Regions from separate parts of the Mus musculus genome. Here region 1 is linked to region 2. The links are chromatin contacts, called in public HiChIP or PLAC-seq maps. All regions are on one chromosome and are shown on one strand. Each heading gives the region's core, a stretch centred on a gene start, on an enhancer-like site or on the middle of the called end of the contact. The rest is flanking DNA. Distances are from core to core; before and after follow the strand shown.

Region 1 (2,700 bases), core at 198-2,697, 85 kb after region 2:
TACAAATGAATGAATAAGTCCACTGGGGAATGAATGGCTAGGTACGGTCCAATCCATGCTCCCAGGAGTTGGAACCCTTTGTCTAGGGAGCAATTTTATTCACCTCTCAGGATGGGCTGGCCTTCTGTGATGCTGCAGGGGCAACTAGAATCACTCCACCTCACCACTGTATTGACAGGTGGGATTCCTATAAAGGAATCAGGATGCTTACCAGGAAGCTGCTCTCAGCTCTCAGTCGCTCACCCAAAGAGCAGCCCATCACATGCACCAACAAATGCCACCTGCTTGTCTCACCTATATCCTGAAGACCCTGATCTTTCTCCTTCCTGAAGACTGTAGGACCCCAGAAGGCTGAGCCCCTCCAGTCGCTGCTTCCCATACAACATGCATTCAGCTAGTATATGATATATAAAGGAGCAAGCTGCACACAGTGTTTGGGTCCCTCCAGGGCCGCAGGGCAAGCTGAAAAACAAGCACACACTCTGCCCTGAGAGTGTCTTTAACTCCAGGGGGCAAGGCACGGTTAGTACTAAAGGTGCAACAGGGAATCCCGTTTCTCTAGAATTCAAGGTTATTTATGAATTACCATCCACTTAACATACATGGAACGAGCACCTGTCAGGGATCAGGTGCTAGGCTTATACAAGCCAATGAAAACTGCTCTTGGGATCTTACTGGTAGAAGGAAAAAGACTAATTCTAGTACTAAGTACTAGTTGGAAGATTGAGAAAAATATGGGGCAGGGGACGGGGGGCGCTGGCTATGAGGGCAGAGTGGAGTTTCTAGCTTAGGGAAGGTAATTCATATCATTGGCTCTGTGAAAAGGACTGGATAGACAGATCTGCCCAGGAAGTCACTTGGGGGTGGGGTGAGGTGGAAAGGGCTTTCCAGGAAGTAGAAACAGGCAGCATGAAGGCAGGAGTTGGAGGGTATTTGGCTGTGGCCCAGAACCACCAAGTAAGTCTGAAAGTGGTGGGCACTGGGCGGGGGAGTTGGGAGAAGAAGGGGGAAGGGGAGGGGGAGGCGCGGGGGGGGGGGTTGCCTGACCATAGCGGCTGGTGGAGGATGGAGCAGGACCCGCTTGTCACAAAGGACAGCTAATTGGAATGCCATGACTGTGCAGCACAAAGTCTTGGCGCAGAATTCAGTCTCTGGGTCATTCAGGCTTCTAGAGTTCCCTCCAGAGTTTTAAGTCATTGGGCTTGTCATTTTCCTTCTGGGTCCCTTTTCCTGCAACCGCTATCCAGGAGTGGGAAAATAGCCCTCAGGTCTTACCAAAGTTTCTGGATCCGGACAGTGGCTCGCTCCCTGGAGCAGGATTCGAATTGTACTTCAGGTGCAGGCTCTGAAATCTATTCGCCCTCCGTTCCCTGCCGCTGCTGCTGCCCATGGAAGTCCGGGCCTGGCCGGTTCTCTTCTGTTTCGTTTTCCCGGCGGACTCCGCCTTCCCACACTGCTCTGGGCCCCTCCCGCACCGGCTCGCACCCGCGAGAAGTCAGGTAGGCGTGTCGCCTCTGTACCCCAGCGCGGGAGCCAAGGTCCGGGCCCGCCTCCCCTCTCCTGTGCAACTGCAGTAACTGCCAGCTTCTCCAGGTTTCGGACACTTCCTGGCTTCCATTCTGGGAAAGCTCTGCAGGAAGAAGAAGGAGAAACCCAAGCCTCCTGCTCCTGGATCAATGATCACAATCTACTTTTCAAAACAAACTTTGAGGAAGCAACTGGGCACATGGATGCTACCGAATTCCGATGTGCAGTGGGAGATACTGAGTAACTCGCCTCTCAGAGGGTCCAGCCAAGCTATGTCTGTGACAATTGAAGTCCAGGTTTGTAAACGTTAGTCTCCTTCCCCTTTCACACTGCCATGCCAAGGAGGACATAGCCATCTTGACAACATTGGCCAGAGGGTTGAAGAATTCTCTCTTAAATCTATTTGTCCAGCCCTCAGCAGTTACCTGCTAGCCCCTTGTTGCATATCACTCACCAGGCCAGGCCCCTGTTAAGATCCACCTGCTCCCAGAAAGGCCACAAGGAATGTTTTATCACAAGGCCAACACCAGCAGTCCCTGCTTAATAAGGAACCTTGCCTGAGCTGGAGAGATGGCTCAGCAGGTAAAAGCACTGACTGCTCTTCCAGAGGTCCTGAGTTCAATTCCCAGCAACCACATGGTGGCTCACAACCATCTGTAATGGGATCCGATGCCCTCTTCTGGTGTGTCTGAAGACAGCTATAGTGAACTCGTATACGGGTTAAAACAAAATTAAAAAAAAAAAAAGAAAAGAAAAGCAATCCTACCTTCCTGTAAGACTGTAACACACTCCCATAATGGAACTTGCTGGCCCAGGACTTGAGGGTTTAGCTTGTGGCACACTGCCCAGTGACACATCTTCATGCCTGCACTCTGAGCTGAGCACCATCCCTATGAGGAGAACTCAGGAGCTAGAATTAGAACCGGGAAATTGTACTCCCAACATGGCAACTGGTGAGAGATGGAAAAGTCCCAAGACAGAGCCCCCAATTTCACAGTCAACATTGCTGTGCCCACTCCTTTCTTCTTCCTTTCCTGTAAGGTAGGAGAACAACAGCCTAACTTTTCTTGTAGCGTGGATCCTGGGTGTAATTTGAGGTCTCTAATGTGAAAAGCCCGTGACCAGATCAGCCTCGATAAACTCCCGCTCCCTACTATAGCACCTTAAATGAAC
Region 2 (2,859 bases), core at 130-2,629:
AGGGAATTGCCACAAGTAAATCTGTGCGCGTGCGATGTTATATGCTCTAGGTAGCAATACACTAAAGACCAAGCCTTACACAGGACTCACAGCAGTATGAAATACCTTTTAACTATGATCTCCACTTGCTTACTGTAGTATTAAAATTTAAGCTGAGATTAATGGTTAATATCTGGTTTCTCAAACTGATTATTCTGATCTCTTAGAAATATGAGAGAATTTTCCCATAATGTTTGTTTTTATTCACATTACAACCCAATCGCAGCCCCCCTCCATGGAAGTTTTTAAACAAGAGAATTGTCCAATCAGAGACTCACTACCACCGCTGATCTCCTTGTCCCCTGCATTCTTCGCCAGGCTCATGGCGTATTCACACACTTCGGCTGCTTCTCTCTGTGCGAGTTGCCGGAGACAGGCCACAGCCGCTCGTCGGAGCAGCAGGTGGGAGCTGCACAGGTGAACCTGTCACATCACAAGTCAGGACAGTGACTACAGCTGGGACCTTGCAGTTCACTCGCCTTGTGAACTCATCTTTGGGAAGCCTTACTTCTAAGAGGGTCCTTAATGAAAGACCTTGCTTTTTTAAAAATTACCATCAGGGGCTGGGAGATGACTCAGTAGTTAAGAGCACTTGATGTTCTTCCAGAAGACCTGGGTTCAACTCCCAGCACCCATCACTATCTGTTAACTCCATCTCTGGAGGGAACTGACATGTCTGGTCGCTTTGGGCACCTGCACACATCATGTGCCCACACCCACACTCAGACACACAAACATACGTAGTTAAAGAATAATAAAATTCAGCCTTTAAACAAATACAATGGCGTTTTGGAGGATGATCGTGTCAGTAAGGCAGACAGAAATTACAGCATTACCGAAATCCCCATGCTGAGATCTGTTGTCTAATCCACTAAATGGAAACTCAGAGGAGCTTCTGCACAGCATAAGTCCATGCTCTAATGATTTCCCAGGTTTCTGCACCTCAGAAAGTTCCACCATCTCTGAGTAGCATATAGCTTCAGCAAGGTAAATTCAATCATGGGTGGACTCTTTCAGCAATGACACATAGAAGCCTGTTTCTTTTTTTGTTTGTTTTTTAAACCAGGTTTCACTATATAGCTCTGGCTGACCTGATTCTCACTATATAGACTAAACGGGCCTCAATCTCATAAAGACCCACCTGCTTCTGCCTCCTGAGTGCAGAGATCATAGGTGGTATGCAACACTATGCCAGGCTAAGGAACATACAGATAAATTTCAAAGTTAAAATCATTCACTGACAATTTCTAAAATTATTCTAGATGACACAAATACAATGATCCTGTCTGGACAAGAGGAACTATGGTCACATGACAGTGTGGTCACATGACAGACAAAGCAGTTTGTTCCAAGAACAGAAATGGTAATTCAGAGTGGCGCTTGTGCCTTCAAAATGTACTTCTCAATACATTTGCTGAAAAAAAAAATCCTATTCCTTTTGTTTTAGATACTGTATGTGTTTTCACATAATATGTCCATTTCTGGTGACAAGGACAGCAGAATTGATTGATGTGAATTTACTGAAGTCTGAATTCATTTCACTACTTTGAATGAATTCACACACAGACTATTTTTCAGCAAGTGTCTTAGCATCTGGTAAATGCAAACTGTATGAGAGGTTTTGGTCAACTGCTTGAACGCCCCTCTTTTCATCTCTCAGCTGCTGTGCCACCCTGTCCCCGAGATGATAAGAATCTCACTCACGCAGTCTTTTGGAAAAGGTAAAGTTTTCCGACAGGCCCGGTAATAAAACCCTGGGTGTTCCACCAAGGAGTCAGCTTGGAAACATTAGCTTGCGTTCAGCATAGGAAACTCATTGCATTCCCTGTGGCTTAGTGATAAAATCCACTCAGGTAAGAGTCAGTTTTTACTTTACTAGATCCTTTTACTATGTTCTGTCAACCTCTATAGCATAATAAATGTAAAGAGGAAAAAATGGGGTCTGGGGCCATGTTAATTCAATGGGGCAAAGCACTTGCCGCTCAAGCCTGCGGACCTAAGTTTGCATTCCTAGAACTCATGTAAGAGTTGGACACAGCAGTGCTTGGCTGTGTGATCCCAGCATCTACTGAGAAACTGCAGGTGGAGGCAGCAGCGTCCTCAGAAGTCTGAGGGCCACCTAGCCTGGTGTACACAAAAAACAAAAGACCCAGTCTTAAACAAGATGGAAGCTTGACAATCTAAGGTTGTCTTCTGACATTTATATGGGAATGGTGGTACATACATGCTCAGACACATACAAACCAAGATTTTTTTTTAATGTTTTCAAAGAAAAAAATGGAGAGAAACCAGAAACCCCAGAAAGGAAAGTCTATGTCTTCATCAGTTACTGTCTGAGCCGTAGTGGGTATGTAACAGATACCATCTATGCCCTCATGGCTTACACTAGGTCACAGCTTTGGCAAAATGCTCAGTTTCCTATTATAGAGGGCAATGCACACTAATATTCTGTTGTTTTCTTTCTAGATTGTTTTTAAACATGCCATGTGCATTTGGTTCTACCCTGTGACTTACTCAGACTCCATGATGGCCTGGGACTTGCTGAATTCTCCCTAAATAGGGGTATGTTTACAGAGTAAATATACGCCACACAAAACCCAGAATCGCCTATCTTGCCCTTTTATTATCCCACACAGTCCTCCTTTTCCCCCAGCAACACCCTCTGATGGTGACATCTACGGTATCATTCTCCAGCTTCCTCTTGGCTCCACTGTCTGTCCTTCCAGCACTGTGTCATTAGCAATCTTCCTTCCCTTATGCTACCCTAAATGCTCAAAGTCTACCTATGAAGGCACAGAAGTCGACTTTCTTATCGTCTTC

Evidence for each region. HiChIP or PLAC-seq counts read pairs in DNA pulled down with a chosen protein or histone mark.
Region 1: a contact with region 2 is called in an H3K4me3 HiChIP or PLAC-seq map of bone marrow-derived macrophages, with 2.2 times the contacts expected there. The contact joins the promoter of Eif2ak2 here to the enhancer-like site in region 2. A contact is called at or near these places in 2 of 484 Hi-C or Micro-C datasets (bone marrow-derived macrophages and trophoblast stem cells), 3 of 115 datasets of contacts at active chromatin or transcription factors (bone marrow-derived macrophages, embryonic stem cells and pancreatic cancer cells) and 3 of 9 other capture datasets (adipose tissue, liver and pancreatic islet).

Annotation. Positions count from the first base shown.
Region 1 is chr17:78,881,125-78,883,824 of GRCm38.p6, forward strand. It overlaps Eif2ak2 (eukaryotic translation initiation factor 2-alpha kinase 2), which reads right to left and starts at 1,448. Exons shown (of 16, transcript NM_011163.4): 1 at 1,276-1,448. It overlaps Gm26637, which reads left to right and starts at 760. Exons shown (of 2, transcript XR_876974.2): 1 at 760-957.
Region 2 is chr17:78,796,067-78,798,925 of GRCm38.p6, forward strand. Heatr5b (HEAT repeat containing 5B) reads right to left here. Exons shown (of 36, transcript NM_001081179.1): 22 at 318-462. Among named protein-coding and RNA genes, the nearest start is that of Heatr5b, 38 kb to the right of the region's middle. Within about 2 kb of position 1,380, at least 2 of the 459 cell types and tissues checked have an H3K27ac peak or open chromatin away from gene starts, as enhancers often do. A contact at or near this core is called in bone marrow-derived macrophages, where this site is marked.